Regions from separate parts of the Mus musculus genome. Here regions 1, 2, 3, 5, 6 and 7 are each linked to region 4. The links are chromatin contacts, called in public promoter capture Hi-C maps. All regions are on one chromosome and are shown on one strand. Each heading gives the region's core, a stretch centred on a gene start, on an enhancer-like site or on the middle of the called end of the contact. The rest is flanking DNA. Distances are from core to core; before and after follow the strand shown. Region 1 holds the start of Nsun5 (NOL1/NOP2/Sun domain family, member 5). Region 2 holds the start of Hspb1 (heat shock protein 1). Region 3 holds the start of Lamtor4 (late endosomal/lysosomal adaptor, MAPK and MTOR activator 4). Region 4 holds the start of Trim56 (tripartite motif-containing 56). Region 5 holds the start of Hip1 (huntingtin interacting protein 1). Region 6 holds the start of Mdh2 (malate dehydrogenase 2, NAD (mitochondrial)). Region 7 holds the start of Rhbdd2 (rhomboid domain containing 2).

The links. Promoter capture Hi-C pulls out the DNA fragments that hold promoters and counts their contacts.
Region 1: a promoter capture Hi-C map of pre-B cells shows a contact between it and region 4, with 2.7 times the contacts expected there. The contact joins the promoter of Nsun5 here to the promoter of Trim56 in region 4. A contact is called at or near these places in 2 of 39 promoter capture datasets (liver and pre-B cells).
Region 2: a contact with region 4 is called in a promoter capture Hi-C map of liver, with 2.4 times the contacts expected there. The contact joins the promoter of Hspb1 here to the promoter of Trim56 in region 4. A contact is called at or near these places in 2 of 39 promoter capture datasets (liver and pre-B cells) and 2 of 115 datasets of contacts at active chromatin or transcription factors (large pre-B cells and pancreatic cancer cells).
Region 3: a contact with region 4 is called in a promoter capture Hi-C map of liver, with 2.6 times the contacts expected there. The contact joins the promoter of Lamtor4 here to the promoter of Trim56 in region 4. A contact is called at or near these places in 4 of 39 promoter capture datasets (hippocampal neurons, liver and pre-B cells).
Region 5: a promoter capture Hi-C map of liver shows a contact between it and region 4, with 3 times the contacts expected there. The contact joins the promoter of Hip1 here to the promoter of Trim56 in region 4. A contact is called at or near these places in 2 of 39 promoter capture datasets (liver and pre-B cells) and 1 of 115 datasets of contacts at active chromatin or transcription factors (embryonic stem cells).
Region 6: a contact with region 4 is called in a promoter capture Hi-C map of pre-B cells, with 2.5 times the contacts expected there. The contact joins the promoter of Mdh2 here to the promoter of Trim56 in region 4. A contact is called at or near these places in 4 of 39 promoter capture datasets (the C10 cell line, liver and pre-B cells), 1 of 484 Hi-C or Micro-C datasets (B cells) and 1 of 115 datasets of contacts at active chromatin or transcription factors (embryonic stem cells).
Region 7: a contact with region 4 is called in a promoter capture Hi-C map of liver, with 2.6 times the contacts expected there. The contact joins the promoter of Rhbdd2 here to the promoter of Trim56 in region 4. A contact is called at or near these places in 3 of 39 promoter capture datasets (liver and pre-B cells).

Annotation. Positions count from the first base shown.
Region 1 is chr5:135,368,372-135,371,445 of GRCm38.p6, forward strand. Nsun5 (NOL1/NOP2/Sun domain family, member 5) reads left to right here and starts at 1,582. Exons shown (of 10, transcript NM_145414.2): 1 at 1,582-1,705; 2 at 1,820-1,942; 3 at 2,870-3,044. The coding sequence starts at 1,613.
Region 2 is chr5:135,886,577-135,889,296 of GRCm38.p6, forward strand. Hspb1 (heat shock protein 1) reads left to right here and starts at 1,343. Exons shown (of 3, transcript NM_013560.2): 1 at 1,343-1,858; 2 at 2,473-2,536; 3 at 2,665-2,720. The coding sequence starts at 1,483.
Region 3 is chr5:138,254,005-138,257,002 of GRCm38.p6, forward strand. Lamtor4 (late endosomal/lysosomal adaptor, MAPK and MTOR activator 4) reads left to right here and starts at 1,478. Exons shown (of 4, transcript NM_001081108.2): 1 at 1,478-1,799; 2 at 2,249-2,329. The coding sequence starts at 1,797.
Region 4 is chr5:137,114,508-137,117,634 of GRCm38.p6, forward strand. It overlaps Trim56 (tripartite motif-containing 56), which reads right to left and starts at 1,700. Exons shown (of 3, transcript NM_201373.4): 1 at 1,605-1,700; 2 at 282-446; 3 at 1-154. The coding sequence starts at 153.
Region 5 is chr5:135,543,590-135,546,529 of GRCm38.p6, forward strand. Hip1 (huntingtin interacting protein 1) reads right to left here and starts at 1,533. Exons shown (of 31, transcript NM_146001.2): 1 at 1,348-1,533. The coding sequence starts at 1,467.
Region 6 is chr5:135,777,361-135,780,502 of GRCm38.p6, forward strand. It overlaps Mdh2 (malate dehydrogenase 2, NAD (mitochondrial)), which reads left to right and starts at 1,289. Exons shown (of 9, transcript NM_008617.2): 1 at 1,289-1,441. The coding sequence starts at 1,376. Styxl1 (serine/threonine/tyrosine interacting-like 1) reads right to left here and starts at 1,025. Exons shown (of 9, transcript NM_029659.4): 1 at 891-1,025. Gm30205 (a long non-coding RNA gene) reads left to right here. Exons shown (of 5, transcript XR_003955810.1): 5 at 562-624.
Region 7 is chr5:135,631,134-135,634,309 of GRCm38.p6, forward strand. It overlaps Rhbdd2 (rhomboid domain containing 2), which reads left to right and starts at 1,521. Exons shown (of 4, transcript NM_146002.2): 1 at 1,521-1,785. The coding sequence starts at 1,608.

The DNA of each region.
Region 1 (3,074 bases), core at 332-2,831, 1.7 Mb before region 4:
ACACGTGGGGACAGCGAGAGTGAAAGGAGAGGAGACTTGGGTAGTGACTAGCAGTCCTCTTCAACACTGCTGCTGTACCTGGCAAGCCGCATAAGTGGCAGCCGATGACGCAAGCTGTTGCTAAGTTGCTATTGAGCAGAGCCTAGCAGAATTGTCTGTAAGCCAACAGTCAGAAACTATGGAATCCCTTGGAGGTGGCATTACAAAAGGTTTTGATTGCCTAACATGTCTGGGAACAGTATGTGCTCTTAAGGTCTGAGCCACCTTTCTTAGGCCCAACTACCATTATTTTGATTGTCTCATGTAGTCCAGGCTGGTGTGAATTGGCTAGCCAAAGATGACCTCAAATCAATCTTTCTTCCTTTCCTTCCTTCTTTTCTTAAAAGATGTGAGAAGAGGGCATCAGATCCCCTTATAGATGGTTGTGAACCACCATGTGGTTCCTGGGAATTGAACTCAGGACCTTTGGAAAAGCAGACAGTGCTCTTAACCAGTGAGCCATCAGGAGCGTACCATCATGCCCGGTTTATACAGTGGAAGGATTGGAACCAAAGGCTTTCTGCCTGTTAGGCAAGCCCTCTATATAGATTGAGTCCCATCATTGGTCCTCCTCATCAATGTTGAGAATTGATCCCAGGGCTTTGCACATGCTAGGCAAGTGCTCTACTCCGAGGGACAATGTCTGTCGGCCCTATTAAACACCCACTTTTTTTTTTTTTTTAAACAATCTACTTTTTCCAGCGCTAGGGTCCCAGAGAGCCACATTTACTAGATGGGTGTTCAACAACTCCAAGCACACCAGTGGATTCTAGGCAGGTGCTCTACCACTGAGCCACGCCCCCAGCCCCTCCCTGGGGGATTCTAGGCAGGGACTCTACCACTGAGCCACGCCCCAGCCCCTCCCTGGGGGATTCTAGGCAGGGGCTCTACCACTGAGCCACATCCCAACCTCTCAGTGGAGGCATCAAGGCACGTGCTTTATTACTGAACCTTTCATCCGGTCACAGGGAGAGGCTGACACAGGACTGCTAGGAGAGTCTGCGTAGCCTTCTGAGTTCCAAAGTCTTAAAAAAAAAATTAAAAACTACAAAATAGCCTGGCGTGGTTGTGCACGCCTTTAATAAAAGCACTTGGGAGGCAGAGGCAGGCGGATTTCTGAGTTCGAGGCCAGCCTGGTCTCTACAGAGACAGCCAGGGGATACACAGAGAAACCCTGTCTCAAAAAAACAACAAAAACAAACAAACAAACAAAAAAAAAACCAATCCACAACAACAAACTACAAAATAGCTACACTGAATTCTAAAAAGAAAGTAGACTTTTTTCATTCTACATACAGGACCTCATTATGTAGCTCTGGCTGTCCTGTAACTACTTAGACCTAGCTGACCTTAAACTCGCAAAGATCCTTCTGCCTCTGTTTCCCGCGCGCTAGGATTAAAGGCGTGAGCCAGCCCGCTCGGATTTAGAGCCTAAGATTAATTTTTGGACGCTGAAAACGGAAAGCAGCGAACCCTTTGACTCCGGAAATCCGGTTGTACAAATTGTTGCGGCGGCCGTAAAGCCAGCCCGAGTTTTGCGACAGTGTCGTAGAGCGCTTGAGGCGGGGAGAGCATGGGGCTGTACGCGGCCGCCGCGGCGGTGCTGGCCGGCGTGGAAAGCCGCCAGGGCTCCCTCAAGGGGTTGGTGTATTCCAGCAACTTCCAGGTAGTGAGGCCGGGGGCTGGCAAGCCGGGCTGGGGAGCGGGGCTTGTCCGGGCGGGAGGGCGAGGCGAGGCGAGGCCCGCGTGGGGTGCAGCGGGTGTCCCCTGTGTCGCACAGAACCTGAAGCAGTTGTACGCTCTGGTGTGCGAGACGCAGCGCTACTCGGCCGTGCTGGACGCTGTCATCGCCAGTGCTGGGCTCCTTCGCGCCGAGAAGAAGCTGAGACCGCACCTTGCCAAGGTGAGCGGCGGCCAGAGGCTGTTACCCGTGCGTGGCTCTCACACTTCTTTCTGGGGTCCCAGTTGAGCTGGGTCAGATGTGACTCCCCTTGGAGCATTGCAGGAAGGGCTAAGTAGGACGAAGGTGCAAACTAGTAGTGGCTGAGGCTACCTACCGGACAGGGTGATGATGGCAAGGTCGGTCGGGGTCCAGAGCTCTGCTGGCGACCTGGGGGGTGGGGTAGGGTGGGGAGGGGGAGCTTCAGGCATGGGGCAGGACACGGGGTTTGCAGATGGCATTTGCTCTCGTCTCTTTACCCGCCTGCCTGGATGCCTGTCTTTTTGTAATGCTGGGAGATTGAACCCAGAGTCTCCAACAAGCCATAGAAGAGTTCTCCCACTGAGTCACACCCACAACACCTCATTGGACAGCATCACTAGACAGATGCTCTATTTTTGAGCAGTACCCCCAGCCCCTCACTGGGGGATTCTAGGCAGGTGCTTATTGCTGAGCTGCAATCCCTATTTCTTCTCTGGTGGATACTAAGCAAGCTTCCTACCCTACTGCTGAGCCACCGCCTCCGTTGCCTCCTCTTCCTTCTCCCCCTTTCGTCCTCTTCGGTCTTTAGAGACAGGCTTTCTCTGTGTCACCCAGGCTGTTCTGGAACTCACTCTGTAGATCAGGCTGACCTCGAACTTACAGAGAACCGCTTGTCTCTGCCTCTTGAGTGCTGGGATTAAAGGCACCATTACCCAGTTAGCTTGTAGTTTTCTTGCTTATGCATCTGATGTTGCTGGCATTATGGACATTTGCCCTAACATCATGCCATTAATTTCTTTTGTGATCTTGGGCAAGAGAACTCTATTGACATGACCATCTGGACAGGTACCTACTTCTCCCACTGGAGGGTTTTATGGTGTTAATAGTTTTGTGTTTTTTCCTGTCCAGGTGCTAGTGTATGAATTATTGCTGGGGAAGGGGTTTCGAGGGGGTGGAGGCCGATGGAAGGCTCTGCTGGGCCGGCACCAGGCAAGGCTCAAGGCTGAGCTGGCCCGACTCAAGGTTCATCGGGGTGTGAGCCGAAATGAGGACCTGTTGCAAGAGAGCTCCAGACCTGGCCAAGGTGACTTGGAGGCTGAGGGGCGGGAGGGGA
Region 2 (2,720 bases), core at 93-2,592, 1.2 Mb before region 4:
AAGTGCTGGGATTAAAGTCGTGCACCACCACCACCTGGCCCAGCTTGCTCTCTTATAGAACCAAGACTACCAGCCCAAGAATGGCTCCACCCACAATGCCCCCCCCCCCCCGATCTCTAATTGAGAAAATGCCTTATAGCTGGATCTCATGGAGGTATTTCCTCAAAGGAGGCTCCTTTCTCTGTGATAACTCCAGCTTGTATCAATTTGACACTAAACCAGCCAGTACAAGTATCCAGGTTCAAATTCTAGCACCCACCTGGCATTCCAATTTCTGATACTCTCTGTAACTCAAGATCTAACACTCTCACACAGACATTCATGTAGGCAAAACACTGATACACATTATATATATATATATATATATATATATATATATATATATATATATAATAAAAAAAAAAAGCGGCCGGGTGTGGTGGGGCACGCCTTTAATCCCAGCACTCCGGAGGCACGGGCAGGTGGATTTCTGAGTTCGAGGCCAGCCTGGTCTACAAAGTGAATTCCAGGACAGCCAGGGCTATACAGAGAAACCCTGTCTCGAAAAACCAAAAAAAAAAAAAAAAAAAAAAGCATCAAATAGCCCAGCGGTGGTGATGCACACCTTTAATCCCAGCACTTGGGAGGCAGAGGCAGGCGGGTTTCTGAATTCGAGGCCAGCCTGGTCTACAAAGTGAGTTCCAGGACAACCAGGGCTATGCAGAGAAACATTGTCTTCAGAAAAAAAAAAAAAAAAAAAAAAAAAAAAGCAAAGCAAAACAAAACAAAAAAAAAGCATCAAAATAAAAAAAGAAAAATCCTACTTCAGAGAGAGAGAGAGAGAGAGAGAGAGAGAGAGAGAGAGAGGAGAGAGGAGAGAGAAAGAGAGAAAGAAGAAAGAAAGTCAGTTTCTGGGTCAGAAAGATACTCAGTGAACACTAAGGCGCCTGCCACGAAGCCTTTGCTCCCCAGGAGATACACTATAGAAGACAGCTATCTTGCCGGTGTCATGAGACCTCCACAGGTGTGCCATGACATGTGTGTTCCCACGGGCCTCCTTCTGGTTCAGACCAGGTTCAGTTGCTTCCCAGTTGCGACACAAAAGACCTAACCTCTCCTGGTTATTCTCAATAAAAAATGGGGCTGGCCCCAGGCCACCGCCCTTCAGCCAGCAGTGTCCTAAACCCGACAGTGGGAATCGCTCCAGCTACCGGTATTACGCCGTCATTTGTTTTCTTCAACAAGAGAAGTTTCCAGATGGGGGCAGAACCTTCCTGGCCCCGCCTGCCCGCCCCCTTTGCAAGCTTAGGGGGAGGAATGCAGAGGGGAGGGGCGGCGAGGGGCGGCCCCTGAGACGGTCATTGCCATTAATAGAGACCTGAAGCACCGCCTGCTAAAAATACCCGGCTGGGCACACATAAAAGCACGCTGGGGCTCCAGTCCGGCACTTCTCGGATCCTCAGCCCAGTGCTTCTAGATCCTCAGCCTTGACCAGCCAAGAACATGACCGAGCGCCGCGTGCCCTTCTCGCTGCTGCGGAGCCCGAGCTGGGAACCATTCCGGGACTGGTACCCTGCACACAGCCGCCTCTTCGATCAAGCTTTCGGGGTGCCCCGGTTGCCCGATGAGTGGTCGCAGTGGTTCAGCGCCGCTGGGTGGCCCGGATACGTGCGCCCGCTGCCCGCCGCGACCGCCGAGGGCCCCGCGGCGGTGACCCTGGCCGCACCAGCCTTCAGCCGAGCGCTCAACCGACAGCTCAGCAGCGGGGTCTCGGAGATCCGACAGACGGCTGATCGCTGGCGCGTGTCCCTGGACGTCAACCACTTCGCTCCGGAGGAGCTCACAGTGAAGACCAAGGAAGGCGTGGTGGAGATCACTGGTGAGTTTCCCTTGTGCCCAGAGGGGACGAAGCTGCCGAGGCGAGAGTGGTGGCTGGGGGGCTGAGGGTGGGGGCTGAAACCCTGAGGAATAGAACCCTGAGAAGTTAGAAATGAACCTAGGGACCCGGAGCCCGCATCATTCTCCTTTGCCTGCTTCTCTTGCCCCGGAACGCGGGGTGCAGGTTGCTCTTAAAAGCTCTGTCATCTTCGATGATATGGACCAACAGCTGGGGATGTAGCTCAGGGTAGAGCTTCGCCTGGCCTGCCGGGAGGCCTTGAGGCTTTGCGTTCCACCCGCAGCACAGAAACAAAATGAAGGAAGACCCAACACACCTTCTGGAAGACCTCATTCCCAAATAAGCAAGCGGCAGGATCAGGGTCCCTAGACCCAGCCGCAGAGGCTTTGAGTATACCTACCCTGGTATCCAAGTCTGGGTCAGAGCCAAGCCCTTCGCATCCCAAATCTCAGAAGGGAAGTTTCTGGAAAGTTTTAAGATTCCAGACAGTCAGGCACCCCGCCGCACTCGGGTTTGTTTGCCTCCCTGGGGGGTCCCAGCCACTCCTTAGCTAGGACAGCAGAGGGCTGCTTCTGACCTTCTGTCCCCACCCACAGGCAAGCACGAAGAAAGGCAGGACGAACATGGCTACATCTCTCGGTGCTTCACCCGGAAATACACGTGAGTTCTGATTCCTTGCATGGAGGGCGGGGAGGTGGGGGGGAGGGGGAGCGGACCCAGGGCGGAGGGCGAAGAGCCCCGGGTCAGGAGGGATGTGTAACCCTTGCCCTGATTTTCTGTGTGTCCAGGCTCCCTCCAGGTGTGGACCCCACCCTAGTGTCCTCTTCCCTATCCCCTGAGGGCA
Region 3 (2,998 bases), core at 228-2,727, 1.1 Mb after region 4:
GCCAGGTAAACCATTTCCAACAGAGATCCCCAGGGCTCACGCATGGTAAAAAAGTTCCTGCAATGTTATAGAGAAGCTGAATGCTCAGTCATGGTGTGAAAACGTAATCCAGAACTCCAGCTAGCAACCTCAGCCTCTCCAGGTTGGTTTTGGATGGATGTCTGTAAGCTCCCAATTTCATGATTTCTGTTCTTTTACTTAGAAGCCTTCCCTGAAGAAACTCTCTGCTCTGCCCAGAACTCTGTCTGTTCGTAGTTGTCTTAAAGGGACTTCCTCAGGTAGTTTTGGCTGGATACTTGGATACTTGAGTACCTGATTTGATGGAAATTGATGTGCTTCTCTCTCTCTCTCTCTCTCTCTCTCTCTCACTCACTTTATAAAGTCACTCGTTCAAAATAAAAATTGTGGCTACTGTAGACCATTCTCTGGATTGTACAAAGCAGCTGTTGATATTTGTATACCCACTTCAGAGCAATGGTGCCAAGCACCTTTGCCCGCTGAGCCACTTTGCCAGCCCTACTTCAATTTTTTGGTCATGATGATTGAATCTGGGGCCTATGCATGCTAGGCAAGTTTTGAAACGATAGCTACAGCCTTGCCTCATTTTCTCTAATTAGCTGCTGCTTCTACAAGATGATTTGGGGTGGACGACTTTCTTTGTTTAGTGCTGTGGGTACAGACCCACACCCAGTATGCATAAGGCCCTGACTTTGCTTCTTGGCACTGAAAATAAATGGGGTGGGGGATATAATTCACTAATTTAGTGTACAACTTAGTAACTTCGGCACATTCACAAAGATATGCAGACTTCAATATGAATTCCAAAAAGCTTAAATCACATGCCCTGCCATACCCTCATTAATAAGCACTTCCTATTTTTTCTTGCCCCACTACCAACTAGTAATTGCTTTCAGTTTTTCTGTATTTGCAAGAAGTGTATGTGTTTTAATCAGGATCTTGGTAGGTAGCTCAGGCCTCAGTCTGGCACTGAACTCCCTATTCAGCCCAATCCTCGGCCTCTCAGGCTTTAAACTAGGATTACAAGCATTCGGCAATAGTCACAGCTAAGCGTCTTACATAGATGGGACCACATAATATATAGCCTTATGAACCTGCCCTTTCACAACCCGTCCTTTTGGTTGGGTCTGAGCCTCTGAAGGCTGAGTGGTCTCTGAAGCCATCTCCCTGGCCTGCTTTCTCTTGTTTTGGAGATTCTCAAGCTGCATTTGGTGTCAGGACATTATCATCTTGTATTGATCTTACACTACTGTGTGTACACAGCAAATTTGATTTACTCATTCATAGCCATATTTGGGCCGATCCACTCTTAACACATATACTCAAGGCAGAAAGTTAACACGTGAACAGCTTTTCACGTGTAAACCAAACCATCGTCTTTCACATTGGTACATTAGTTTCTCTTTTCAGGTTGAACAGTGACACCTAAGACTCCTCTTACATCACCGGACTGTTCTACTTTCTTCTTGGAAGCCACCGGCAGATGCATATTCCTATTGCAAAGGATAGAAGCAGTGCACGTTCGTGTGGCGACACTGCCCCGCGACTCTCCGGACAACTCTCGCAGGCAAATCCTGAGGGGCGGGGAAATGCAACCAATCCACGAATGTGTTCGGAAAGCGGGGCTCCGCAGTGGTTGATAAAGTATAATGACATACCCGCCATCCAATCCTCAAGCGAAGGGCTGGGCTACAGTCAGCTGGTGAAACCACCTGACCCGAGCCTGGAGCCGGAAACTACCTATCCGGCAGACTGCTTACACTGCACCTACGGCTGCGATGGTGAGTGTGGACGCATGCGCGGGTGTGCACGCCTGCGGTTCCGCGTCCCTGTTTTCCGAGCTTCTGTTGCCACCTTATGGCTTGCATTTCACTGTCACCTCCAGTCCACCCTGGGACCGAAAGGGAACAGAGATGGGAGGGAAGCGACAGGGAGGGCTGGAGAAGGAAGGCTCCGCTACCGGGTGTTCTGCAGCGGGGGAGTAGTCTAGATGGCACAAGGGGCGGGGCATAAGGGGACTGGAGTGGGAAGGGACATGAGGAGGGGTTGAGGGGCTAGGAAGGCCTCCTGGGTCACCTACATGACAAGTGGAAGAGCTCAGAGGTCCAATAGTGACCGTGGATGGAGACTCAGTGTTACAAGCCATTATGAGGGCCTTGGAAGGCTCATATCCAGGAGGGAGATGGGTTTGCAAGGCTGTCATGATTCTCCTTGTCTCTTTACCCTCTAGACTTCCGCACTGACCCAAGGGCTGGAGCGAATCCCAGACCAGCTTGGCTACCTGGTGCTGAGCGAAGGTGCAGTGCTGGCGGTGCGTTGTGGGAAAGCAAAGCGTGGGGTGGAGGGTGTGTGTGTGTGTGTGTGTGGGGGGGTCCTTTGGGGACACACAGCCCAGAAATCCCTTCAAATATTTCCAAGTTGTCTCTTTTTGTCTTCTCTGTGGTTCCTTGCTTGCCATATAGTAAGCTTTATGTAGTATTTGGATATGTGGTATAAAAGCTAATTACCAAAAGGTTGGGGAGGTAGCTTAGTACGGAGAATGAGTTGCCTAGCATGCACAGAGCCTTCTCTTCAATCCCAATACTGCATAAAACCAAACAGAGTGTAGTCCCAGCACTTGGAAGGTGGAAACAGTGGGTTAGATGTTCAGGCTTATCTTTGGCTACATATCAAATTCAATCACAACCTGGACTACATGTAACTCAGCCTCAAAAAACAACAAACAAACCATTACCCAAGTTATACAATTAGTTAGTTAGTTGTAGTTTGTTTTTATTTGTTAAATTCTTGTAGGGACGCACGTATGGGTGCCACAGGGGGTGAAAGTTCGAGGACACTTTGGAGTGAATTCTCCTGCCATGTGGGTCTTGAGGATTGAACTCAGGTCATCAGGCATTGAGGCAAGCACTTTTATGCTCTGATCCATTTTTGCCTGCCTCTAGAATTTTGGGGGGTGAGGTGGGGTGGGGTGGGGGCAAGA
Region 4 (3,127 bases), core at 450-2,949:
ACCGATGTCCAGTTGTGCCAGACAGTCCTGGCAATAGGTATGTAGGCATGGCAGAGTCTTGGGTGTGTGTAACTGCTCCAGGCAGATTTTACAGGCTAGGAAATCGCTGCTCAGAGCTTCCAGCAGAGTTGGGGAGGAGTCTTTGGAGTTCATGCTATAAGGGAAGGGGCAGAAGTCAGAGATACCTGGGCCAAGTCCCTAGCTTGGTCCTGTCTTCCCCCGCCCCACAAACACACTTCATCCTAGCCCCTCCCCTACTCTTTCCTGGTGTCCACACTCACCTGGATGTTTGGTACGTTCTGGCTTGTGGGAGGCACTAGATACCAGGGGAAGGGTTTTTTTCTTCCACTTTGTTCTCTTTACAGACACTCACCAAACGTAAACATGCGACCGGCTGTAGGAAGTGCTGAGCCTGTGGGAAAGATGAGACCAGGTAGCCCCCAGGCCTCAGAGATAGAATACTCTAATTAGTAACATACCAGGTCAAGGGCCAAAGGTAGGTGTAGCCCAAGCCCTTCCCGTCTCATGTAGCCCAGGCTGGCCTCAAACTTGGCCAAGTAGCCCAGGATGACCTTGACCTTCTGAACTTCCTGCCTCCACTTCCGGAGCCCTGGGAAGTTTATGTAGCACTGGAGAAGCAACCTAGGGCTTCTTGTGAGCTAGGCAGCCCTGCTCCTGGGTCTAGCTCCAAGCTTGTGCTCCTCCTGCCTCAGTCTCCTGCGTGCTCACATCACAGGCAAGCACCACCACGTTCACCTTGCCATGGGTCCTGTTATCAGTGGGTGCTAGGACTCAAGGGGCAGCCAGGAAGGACACACAGGTCAGGGGCATGCGAGCACTGTGCTTTTCGATGTTGGACAGGGTCCCGCAGTCTTTGTCCATCCATCTGTCTGGGAGGGTGTCCTGGGAGGGTGGAAGGGGCCCTACTTCCTGCCCCATCTAGCTTTGAAAATAACAACAGATCAAGATGAAGGCTCAGGGAGAAAAAGTTCATCTCCTTCCTTTTCCTGGACCTGGGGGTCATGTAGATCTGGCCTGACTCCTGGAGTCCTCTAATTTTACCATTCCTACCAAACTCATTCTAGAATCCCCTGGAGGGAAGGTACTGTAAGTCCCCAGCACGGTGGCGACTTAATAAAGAAAGCTGGAGCCCGAGACAGGAAGCTTGCCACAAATTTGAGGCTAGCCTGGGTTTAAAAGTGAGTTTCAGGACAGCCTGGGGCTACAATAGTGAGTTCTGGTTGAGCTTGCCCTACAGAGAGATCTAGCCTTGAGAGAGAGAATGAGAGCGATCACTTTTCTTTTTCCCCAGTGTTGGGAGGAAAAAAAAACAAACAAACTCGGAGTGGGGGGTGGGGGTGCGGTTGTCTACACTCAGTGAGTGTAGGATTCAGGACACAAGGTGGGAGGTGGGAGGCTGAGGGACAGGGCCTGGCTCCAAGCTTGTCCTCCCAAGCTTCTCAGGTCCCCTCTGCCCTCTCTCCCCTCCCTTCCTTTCCCTCTCCCGGGCTTTCTCACTTCCCCTTTCCTCCCTCCCCTCCCCCCAGGCTAGTCTTTCTGGGTGCTGGCTCTTAACCCCATCCGCCTTCCCGGGCTCTCCTTACCCAGCCACAGCTGATCCTGGACTCTCCCAGCAGGACCGGGGAGCCCCGAAATCCCGCTACCGCCAGCAGTTGACTACCTGCAAGAGAAACAAAACTGAAAGTAATCGTACTGTGGTGGTGCAACTTCCGTCCCCGGCCCGGGACAACTACTCTGGGGCGCAAGCCCCGCCTTCCTCACCACTCCACCCTGGAACCCTCCCTCCCCTCTGGCCGGGGCAATAAGGCCAGACCCGACTCCAGCAGGAAGGTCTGGGGGCTACAGGTTAGGGCGACTGGTAGCCCCAGGCTCAAGCTGTCAGCTTGTGTGTGTGTTGCAAACAAGACACTGCCCCAGAATCTATTCTCTGAGCATGTTTATCGGGTCAGGATGTTTATGTGTGGCAAGGAATGACAGATGAGCGATTGGGCCAGTGGGCGAGGCTCCTCGTGGGTCCTTTGCTAACCGTTGAAGCTGTGAGCCCCAGATAAGAACATTTCCAGAGCTTAGCGCAGTCTTTCTGGAGGAGGCTGTCTAGAGATGTGTTTGAGGAGGTCTCGGAGCATTTGGGGGCTTTCCCGGGGCAAGAGCGTTCTGAGAGCAACAGGTGTGCAGGGACAGAGAAATGACATCCGAAATCCTCAGCCTTCGGTGGTGGGCCACAGCTGTAATCCCTGCGCTGGGAGCTGGAGGCAGGAAGACCAGAGGTTCCATGCTAGCTAGCCTCAGATACTTGGCAAGTTTAAGGCCTGTGAAGCTTGAAAGAATCACAGGGGACCGTGTGAACCGTGGAAGACAACAGACGTTGTAGAGGGAGGAATTGACTAACATTGTTGGATGCCACAAACCAGGTAGTCAATCAAAATGAGGACAGGAAGTCATTGGGGTGGTAGCAGACCTAACATGGTTCACCTTGTCGATCTCCCTACCCTTTTATTCTCTCCCCCAAATTTTTGCTTCATGCTGGTGTAAAAGCAACATATTCAGAAAAAAAAATGTACTTTGGGTGTTTTTTTTTTCTTATGTATATATTTAGACAAAGTCTCGTTATTTAGCCCAGGCTAGCTTCAAGATCCTTCTGCCCCAGCCTCTTGAGTGTTGGTATTTCAGGTGTGTACCACCACCTCCATCTTTGGAAATTTTTTTTTTTTTTTTTTTTTTTTTAGCCTAGAAAAAAAAGTACAATTCCAAGGGGAAGGCCTGGAAAAACCAGACAGCACAGAAAGACAAGAGAGATTAAGGTTGCACTGGGGTGGACTCACCCCCATATGGCTCAATGGCTTACAGTGGTAGAAAGCTCGCCTGGTATGCCCGAGGCCCTGGATTACACCCACAGCACCTAATAAACTAGGCATAACCCCAGCACTTGGGAGGCAGAGGCTGGAAGATCTGGAGTTTGAGGTCATCTTCAACATATAGCGAGTTCCAGCCAGCCTGAGACATGTGAGACCTTGTTTCAACAAACAGAAAAGGATGTGGGCTTTGGAACAGGGGACACCAGAGTCCCTCGCTCTCAAGCCTGGTAACACCTCTTGCCAGCGGAAAA
Region 5 (2,940 bases), core at 283-2,782, 1.6 Mb before region 4:
GAAAACTTTTTTTTCTTTTTTTCTTTTTTTTGGCAACAACGCCCAAGGTTCAAAAGATCTGAGAAATTTAAAAAGCTCCAAACTCTATAGACATTGAGAGGTAAGTGGACGGTGGTCTCTCTTTCCCCTCCCGGGGTACAACTACCCCATTTCCCCCCTCAGACACAAGAAGTGGACCCAGGGGTCTCAGAAACAAGAGGTGGTGTAAAGTCCCCTGGGGTGAAAAGGCTTTCTTCCGAGCAAGGTCCATTTATAGAACACACAGGCCCTCCCTATCTCTTCCATCTTTCCTACTCACAGAACACGACAGGGGACCTGCCTCTGGCTGAAGTCAACTCAGATCTTCAAAGTAGAACTCGGAGAGCCAGAGTAGAAGAAATCTACCGGCCCGGCATCCGCAGTGGGATCCGAGGAGTTGTACTCTCAGAAACAGATTTTACATACAGATGAACTGATGACTACACACCCCGAGCCTCACAACTTGATTCAGTCCGATCAATACAGCATGCATAAAAGCCTGAGGTAAAACTGGATAGTGGCTTTTTGTTGATAACTGCGGTGGAATTTTGGCCATCTGCCCTGGTCAGACCAGACAAATAAGGCAGGCGGTCTGCTTATTAGCTGTCAGGCATATTTTGGAGGGTGAAAGCAAAACCTCAAATCAGGAGTCTGAGTATCACTGGACAGCTTATGCCGGCACGCAAAGCTCTGACAATCCAAGCGCCTCAATTCCTACCCCAGGCTGCGCGTCCCCGTTCCTCCAAACCCCCGGGCCATTTTACAAGTTGGACCACACTTCACATTTCTTACGGTCCTTCCCATCACTCAGACCCCTTTGGCCCAGCCTCTGAGGCCAACAGCTGGGGCTGCTGAGAGCCAAGTTAGAGGCACCGTTGAGCGAGATGCTGGGAAGTGTAGGGAGAGTCAATACTAAAGTAAGGCGACCAGAGCCACCCTTCACACCCCCACCTTGGCGTTCCCACACTTGGCAAAAACCAAGCGACTTCCAAGTGCTTCCCCTATCCAGGAGCACCCTTCCGTCAGTCCCCTTTCAACTCCCTTTAGCCTCCCTTGTGACCCCTGATGGTGCTCACTGAGACCGTCCCCTCAGCCGCAGGAATCTGCAGTTCCCCAGAGTGCACCCCGACCCCTATGCCAGTGGAGATGCCCAGGTAGATCCCGAACCTCCCTGGGACCCGCCTAGTTCCCTACCCCAAAATGATTCCGATCGCAGCCACCTTGCCTAATTCCTTCCCGAGTCTGCAAGTCCCACTCCCTTCCAAGCCTCTCTTGCACCCTGCATCACTCCAAGTGCCCCAGGGATGCCCCAGGGTTCTCGAATCTCACCTGAGTCCGCTCGAAGCTCTCGCGCTCCGCAGCCTCCATCCCAGCACCAACTCCGCGGCGGCTCAACACTTTGGGCAGCGGGTTGGATACCTGCTTCATGGAGCTGGCCATTCGGTCCATGTTGTCTGGGTGAACAGAGTCAGGGGCCCTCGGCCGCCCCGGGATCCCCGCGGAGCCTCCCGCCCCTCCCTACCCGCGGGGATCCGGCGCTAACGGGGACAGATTCCGTCTTCCATTGGTTGACAGCGCTGTCCATCTCCCTCAGAACCCACCCCATGTTTCCAAGAGGCTTTTCCCCACACCCCTCTTCCCACTTCGGAGGCGCTCCGCTCACTTCACCCGCTGCCCGCCTCAGGGCGGTCCGCATACTATGACTGGTCTGAAGGTTTGTCCATTATCATTAGTGGGCAGGACCTGGTGGGCTGCTGTCCTAACCTGCCCCCTAGGCTCCGCCCCATAATCGATGCACCGCCTTCCAGGCCTCTACATGCACTGTCATTGGTCTGAAGACTTATCTGTCAACAGGCTGGCTTGATGGGCTGCCCTAACCTTTTCTTGTTGGCTCCACCCTACATCCGTCACTCTTCCTTTGTTCCCACCCCCCAGGACCATAAAAGCACTATGATTGCTCTGAAGGCTTGTCCGTCATGCTAGTGGGTGGGGCCTGGCTGCCACAGACCAGCCCTTGCTGACTCCACCCTACTTCGAAGCGCCACCTCCTGGGCCCTTCTCTGCTGCGGGTTTCTGAGCAGTAGGACCTGCGGTCCAGCCGGCGCCACGAGTTCCCGAGGGGATGGAAAGGCAGATCAAGGGAAGCATGGCTGCACACCATGCTTCACCGGCTTGCTGGGGAACTCTGCGTCAGTGTGGACCCGCGATGGCGGCCTTAGTGGTCCTCGAAGTCCCCTCCTCGTGCATTCCTTTCTGCCCGTTCTGGAGGACCGTTCTGGAGGGTCCCCAAATACTGGCCTGTGATTGCGAGGATCTCCCCAGAGCTTTCCAAACTTTGCTTCGTTCTCACCTTATCTCGGTAGAAACCCCAACAGATGCTCTTTGTTCAACTATGGTAGGGTCCACTCCTCCCATCCTGTTCTGGGAGCACCTACAGACTGGGAAGTGCTCCTCAGCAAAGAAAAAAGTTACAGGTTCTTCACTAACAGAACTAGTGGCACCGTTAAGCATTAAGCAATTTGATGGTGCTATCCATCTAGCTCTGCAATAGAAGCCAGTACAAGTCTCACTTGTACTAGGCAATGTTTTAATTAATGACAATATCAAACTCACTATGTCGCTGAGTCCCTTGAATCCCTGAGCCTCTTGCCTCTTCCATTCAACTGTTAGGATTATAGGCGTGGGCCTCTAGGCTTGACTTTCCTTTAACGTTTTACACACATTTTGTACCTGTGTGTATGTGTGGGACTGTGTTCATACGGCAGCACTCTGTGGAGGTCAGAAAGCAAATTAGATTCTGTTCTCTACCGTGTGGACCCCAGGATCTGACTTGAGTGATAGGCTTAGTGTAGCAACCTACCCACTGAGTGGTCACACCAGGGATGCTCTTTAAAAACAGTGTTTCAAGACGGGTGGTGATGG
Region 6 (3,142 bases), core at 39-2,538, 1.3 Mb before region 4:
TGGTTGTTATTTTGTTTTTTGGTTTTTTTTTTAACAGAGTTTCATGTTGGCCTCAAACTCACATCAATCCTTCTGCTGCAGCCTCCGGAATATTTTTTATGTGTGTAGCATGCGTTCGAATGTATGTAGGTGCATATATGTGCACGTCTGTATGTGTATGGGTCCTTACTTTTACATTTTTATCATTTTAAATGTTTATTTCTGTGTCTCCGTGGGTACCTGCACACGAATGCCTGCGGCAATGGCTATGCCTGAAGCTAGAGTTTCAGGGGGTTGTGGGCCACCTGCTAGCGTCTCAGGATCGAAGCTCTGCAAGAGCAGCAAGTGCTCTTAACCAGAGTCATCCCTCCAGCTCTGATCCTGAACTTTAGAATAGTTATTATTTTTTTAATCGTGTGTTGTGCGGATTTTAGTAAGAAAGGAAGGAAAAGAAGGGGGGAGCAGGAAAAGCAAGAAGAAGAGTTGCAGAACCGTGCTCCCTGCACTGCTGGAGAGTTTGAGGGGTAGAGACAAGCCCAAAGCCTGAGGCACGGTCACCAAACGTTTCTTCCTCCGTCCCAGACCTAGGATCGCGGTCCTGCACATCGCCTGGTGCCATGACAACGCGAGTACTCGCTCCTCCGAGCGGGTTGTGTGAGAAGCCTGGAACCTCAACAAGGCTCTGTGTAACTTGTCGGAAGGGCGGCTCTGGAGGAAACAGGTGGGGAGATGCTGCCCACCCCGCCCCGGGACGCCCCGGGACCCCAGCCGGCCTCTTCCAGGGGGCAGGAAAGTTGGGCCTGGCTGAGGTCAGGAGCTCCGGGGCCGCCTGACCTGCTGCGCGACTTCTGTCAGGCTCCCCGGCAGGACGTCCGACCGGAGCCCCACCTGGGATAACGGGTACTTCTAACCTAGAGCCTGTCCTCCGGGCGAGCGCTCCAAGAGTCCTTCTAGTACCGGGTTGCTAGGGGCGGTCCCAAGATTCCGCCTAATCCTGGTGACCGTCTGTCCTAGCGCTAGGTCCCGGAAGTGGGCAAAGCTAACGGTGGGGAGGGGCGGGGCAAGGGGCGGGGTAGGAGGCGGGGGAAGGAACGGCCTGATAAAGTGAAGCCGGGCCTCTCTCGCGAGATCTCGGAAGTGGCCGGAGCCCAGAGATGACTTCTTTGGAGCCGGAGAGAATCGTGACGTCAGGCCTCGCTCGCCGGGTCTAGGGCGTGCTAGACAAGGAACCACACGGCCGAGCCTGTCTCGCGAGATTTGGCTCAAGCTTCTTGCGCTTCTCTCGCGAGATCAGGTGGCTCTGGACCGGGCGGCCACTGCGCAGAGTGGAGGTCGTTGGAGTCACTCGTCTTCTTGTAGCTCCTGCCAGTAGCTCCGTGTCCCGCCCGCCCTAGCCATGCTGTCCGCTCTCGCCCGTCCTGCCGGCGCCGCTCTCCGCCGCAGCTTCAGCACTTCGGCCCAGGTACAAGGGGCTGCCTGCCTAGGAAGGAACTCCGGGGGCGGCACACGCGTCCCCGGAGCTCGGCGTTTCTTAACCATCCAAGGCTCACTCTGGACGTCTGGGCCGCCCGGCTCACATCCCGACCAACATGGAAGGGGGACAGAGTCAGTCCAGGTTTCCTCCATAGTCTGCGCTCCACGTAGGTGCAGAAGCCGAGGCTCGCGGTCCGGATGCGAGTTGCATTATATGCAACTTTGCATTGCTTCGACTTAACTGATTTTCTCCTTGAAGCCTCCATGGATGTGAGGCACCAGGAGAGAAATAACGCGGACGTTAACTTCGTAGTGCCGGGGGCTCCGAGGGTGGAGAACGGATCAGGGTCACAGTAGTTTGGGAGATTCGATTGAAATTAGCACAGTCAGTGGCCTTCCCGCCCAGGGATTGCTTGCTTTATGTCCGTTTATGTGGACCAGGCTGGCCTCGAACTCACGGAGTCCAGTCTCTGCCTCAGTACCGGCATTAAAGATGTGCATCAAGCATCGTTTTTCAGAGTGTGTGTGGTGTCATGTGCACATGATTGTACAGAGGCCAGAGAAGGACATCGGTGTCTTGGCCATCACACACTAGACCAGCGAGCGGTTCTCAACCTTGGGATCGAATGACCCTTTCACAGGGGTCCCGTAGCAAATGTTTACATTACGACTCATAACCGTAACAGAATTTCAGTTACGAAGTAGCAATTTTATTTTTAAAAGTAATTTTATGGTTGAAGGGTTCACCTCAACATGAGGAACTGTATTAAAGGGTTGCAGCATTAGGAAGCTTAAGAACCCCTGTTGTAGACTTTATTTATTTATTTATTTATTTATTTATGAGAGTGAGAAGGCCTTTGATGAACCTGCCAGGCAGGGGAACCGGGCTTTGAACTCAGGTCCTTATGCACTTACCCACTGAACCATCTCCTCCACTGGATCTCTTTTGAATTATTCTTGGAGGATCATCCTTGCTTTGGGTAGACTTGGCCTAGGACAGTTACAGCTAAGCTATTTATAGTCAATCTTCTCCTGGGCCAGGGCCTCTTTAACTAGTGCATGTCGGAATCAGTAAAGGAGACCCAGGATCGTGTCAAGAGGGCAGGGTCAGTATTTTTTACAAATCTCTAGCAAAATTGATACAACCAAGGCTTGAGAAACAATTACCATGCTCCGGAGGAGAACTGATCATTCCAGGGAAGTCTACATTTCTTACCATCTAGGTCAGGTCTTCCTGTTTCCCATTCAGTCCATTCATTGAAAAATAAAGATGCAAGGGGCTGGAGAGGTGCTCACAGTTAAAAGTGCTTGCTGATTTTGCAGAGACTAGAGTTTGGTTCCCAGGACCCAAGGCAGGTGACTCCAACCACCAGAGGGTCTGAAGCCTTCTTCTGCCCTCCGTGGGTACCTGCACATAAACACACACACCAAAAAATAATCCAGCTAACATATTACACCCTGGGTGTGGTGATGCATGCTTGTAACCCCAGCCACTCAGGAGTTCCAGACAGGAAGATTAAAAGTTTGAAACCCGCCCCGGTGACTTAGGAGGACTCTGAAAAGAAACTAGCACTAGGGTATACATAGTTCAGTGGTAAACACATGTGAGGCATGCACAAAGCTCTGGGTGCTCAGATACAAAGATGAATGGGAAGTCTGGGGTGGGTCACAGACGAGTTAACCTGAACAG
Region 7 (3,176 bases), core at 271-2,770, 1.5 Mb before region 4:
CGCGACTTGGTCGGGAAGCTACCTCACCTGCTAAAGCACTTGTAGCTCACAAAGGATACTCTAGCTGTTCACCAGAAATAGCTTTGCTCTGCAGGAAGCGCTTTTCAAACTGCAAAAGGCTAAAGCAAAGTTTAGCAAAAGCGTCATGGCGTACGCTCATAGCGCATGTATAGTAGCTCTAGTGTCCCTTCAATTGTCTCCTTCCCCGCCTCCTCTTACTTTATCTCCAGTCCAGCTCCAGAAAGTGCTGGCTCTGTCTTCTTGGCCAATTCAGGCAGGAAGAACCAAGTTTTAATTCTTTCTTTGCTATTGAACTGTATCCCTCAGGGATCCCCATAGACTCAGTTTCCTCTTTGGCAGGACAGAGACAAACACAAGTCTGTGGGAGAATAGGGCTCCGTGGTCCTCACGACGTCATACCATTACAGTGAGAAGGACCCGGCTGAAAGCATAGTTCAGTTGGTAGCATGCTGGAGTCCCTGGGTTCGAGCCTCATTACTGCATAAACTGAGGGAGGTGGTGCACATCTAAAATCCCTGCTTTCTGGAGATGGAGACCCAGAGTTCAGAGTCAAATTTGTGTAAAAGCCAAAAGCAAGAGGAAGAAATGTTTTTCAAGACCCCTCTCCCTCAATGAGGATCTACTAGTAGTTAATGGCTGTTGGGAGGAGAGACATTTGCTCCTGAAAGCGACTTTAATGAAACTCACTGGGTCGCAAAAATTTAAAAAGAAAGAAAGAAAGAAAGAAAGAAAGAAAGAAAGAAAGAAAGAAAGAAAGGAAGGAAGAAAGAAGGAAAGAAGAGAAAAGAAAAGAAACATGGAAGCAAAAGAGAAACTAAGATGGGAAGGCAAGAGGGGGTAATGGAGCCCCGATAAAATATGATCAAAGTACATTATACACATGTAAGAAAATGCCATAATGAAACCATTACTTGGTATAATAAATATAGGTTGATTAAAATTTTTAAAGGGAGCCTTTGAGATGGCTGAGAGTAAAGGTGTTTGTGTGTGCACCTCCACACCTTCTCTCACTGAGCCAAACGCAAATAAAATCTAAAAAAAAAAAGAAAAGAAAAAAAGAAAAATAAAAAGGGCTAAAGAGATGACTCAGTGGGTAAAGGCACTGCTGCCAAGCCTGATTACCCAAGTTCTATTCCCAGGACCCAGAGGTGGAAGGAGATGATAAACTCAACCTTAAGTTTTCATCTACCCTCCACGCGCGTTGCACGCACATGCCCCTCTCTCACACTCAAACAGATGTAATCAAATGTTTTTTTGGTTTTGCTTGTTTGTTTGTTTGTTTGTTTGTTTGTTTTTAATTAAAAATCAAGAAGAAGGAAGCTGAGGTCTAGGCAAGAATACTCCTGAGGCGGCAGCCCGCACAACACCCGTAGGTAAGCTGGAACTACAACTCCCGGCCTCCTTTGGGCGGGTAAGAGCGGAGGACTCCACGGGATTGGGCCTTCCCCCACCCCCACCCCCCCATGGGGCGGTGCTTGAGGAGAGGCCAGTCTTCCGCTGTTGCCAGGGGAGACCGCCGCAAGGAGGCGGAAATTGAGGAGGGAGGCGGGGAGTACCGAGGCCGCACGCTGGAAGGGCTCGCGGCCATGGCGGCCCCGGGCCCCGCGAGTCGCTTCTGGTGCTCGTGTCCCGAGGTGCCCTCCGCCACATTCTTCACCGCCCTGCTCTCGCTGCTGGTGTCGGGCCCCCGCCTGTTCCTGCTGCAGCCGCCTCTGGCGCCCTCGGGGCTGTCTCTGCGCTCCGAGGCCCTGCGCAACTGGCAAGGTGAGAAGAGGCGGGGCGGGGATGGCGCGCTTCCTCAGCCCGCAGACTCCCCGGTCCCTGATCTCCAGCCTCACTGCCAGCCAACCCCAGACCTCCGTGCCCACCACCATTCTCCCCACTTGGAGCTCCAGCATGTCTTGTCCAAAGCCGGATCATTTCCGCCAACTCCTTCTCTACCCACAATCGCCCCCTTCCATGTTACCCCAGATCCATTCATTCTTTGATCTCGAGGGTGAACACACTTCCTAAGCCATTCACGTTTTATAAACACAAACCCCATCTGCTGACGGCCCGAGCCCCACAGGAACAAACCAAACGTTTCTCACCTTTATCGTGACAATTGTCTACTGTCAACCCAATGGATGGCTTTTCCTCTTGACTCTAGAATTTTCTGCTGCGTCTTTACCTTAATCCTGACTCCTAATCCCAGCTCACAGAAGGAGCTGGTAAAGTGTTTGTTTTCTCAGAGGAGAGAAATTTCTCAAACTAATTAAGTCTGGTAATCATCCCTTTGTAAAAGACAGGATTCTTAGTCTTTGTTTCTTCCTCATTCTTTCCTGGGAAATCCCTGTTGCTTCTAACGTTAACAGAGGCCTGCGCGTTCATTTCATGTAATCCTCGCTGTGATTTCATGACAGGCCATATTAAATTGCCTGTTTACCAGAAATTGAGGTTGAATACAGAGATTCGCAGAGCTAACACATCATAATATTGAGATAGGAGCCCCGCACTTTGTTTTTAGTATGGTGATTTAAAACTAGGGCTTTGGGTATATAATCTCCACATCTTTAGATAGAGGTATACATATGTGACACATTATTTATATGCTTGTGTGCACTCTTGTGAAAGTCAGAGGACAACCTGACCGGAGTCTTTCTCTTCTTCCCCCATGTGGGTCCTGGGAATCAAACTCGGGTCTTTGGGATTGGCAGGACCTACCTCAGCCTGTTGAGCCATCTCGTCAGCTACCTAAATCTTAGAGAGTTGTATGTAGAATTTTTTCATATTTACCAGTAAAATTTCAATTTGGGACATATCCAGCAAATAACCAAACTTCTGGAGATATTCTGATAGGATGTAATGGTTTCCTGCTTAAAGCTGAAATTTTCTTTTCCCCCTTTTTTGGATACATGTAGCACTTACAGTCAGCTAAATGCCAGTGTAGACAGGCACGCACTCTTTTTCTTTCTGGGTTTTTGTTTTTTGTTTTTGTTGTTTTGTTTGTTTTTGTTGGTTTTGTTTTTTTGTTTTCGTTTTGTTTACTTTGAAACAAAGGGGCTTGCTATTTATTTACACCAGTATGGCCAGGCTTCATTATGTAGTCCAGGGTAGCCTCAGAGCCATGATCCTCCTGCCTCACCCTTCTGAGTACTAGAACACAGACATACATC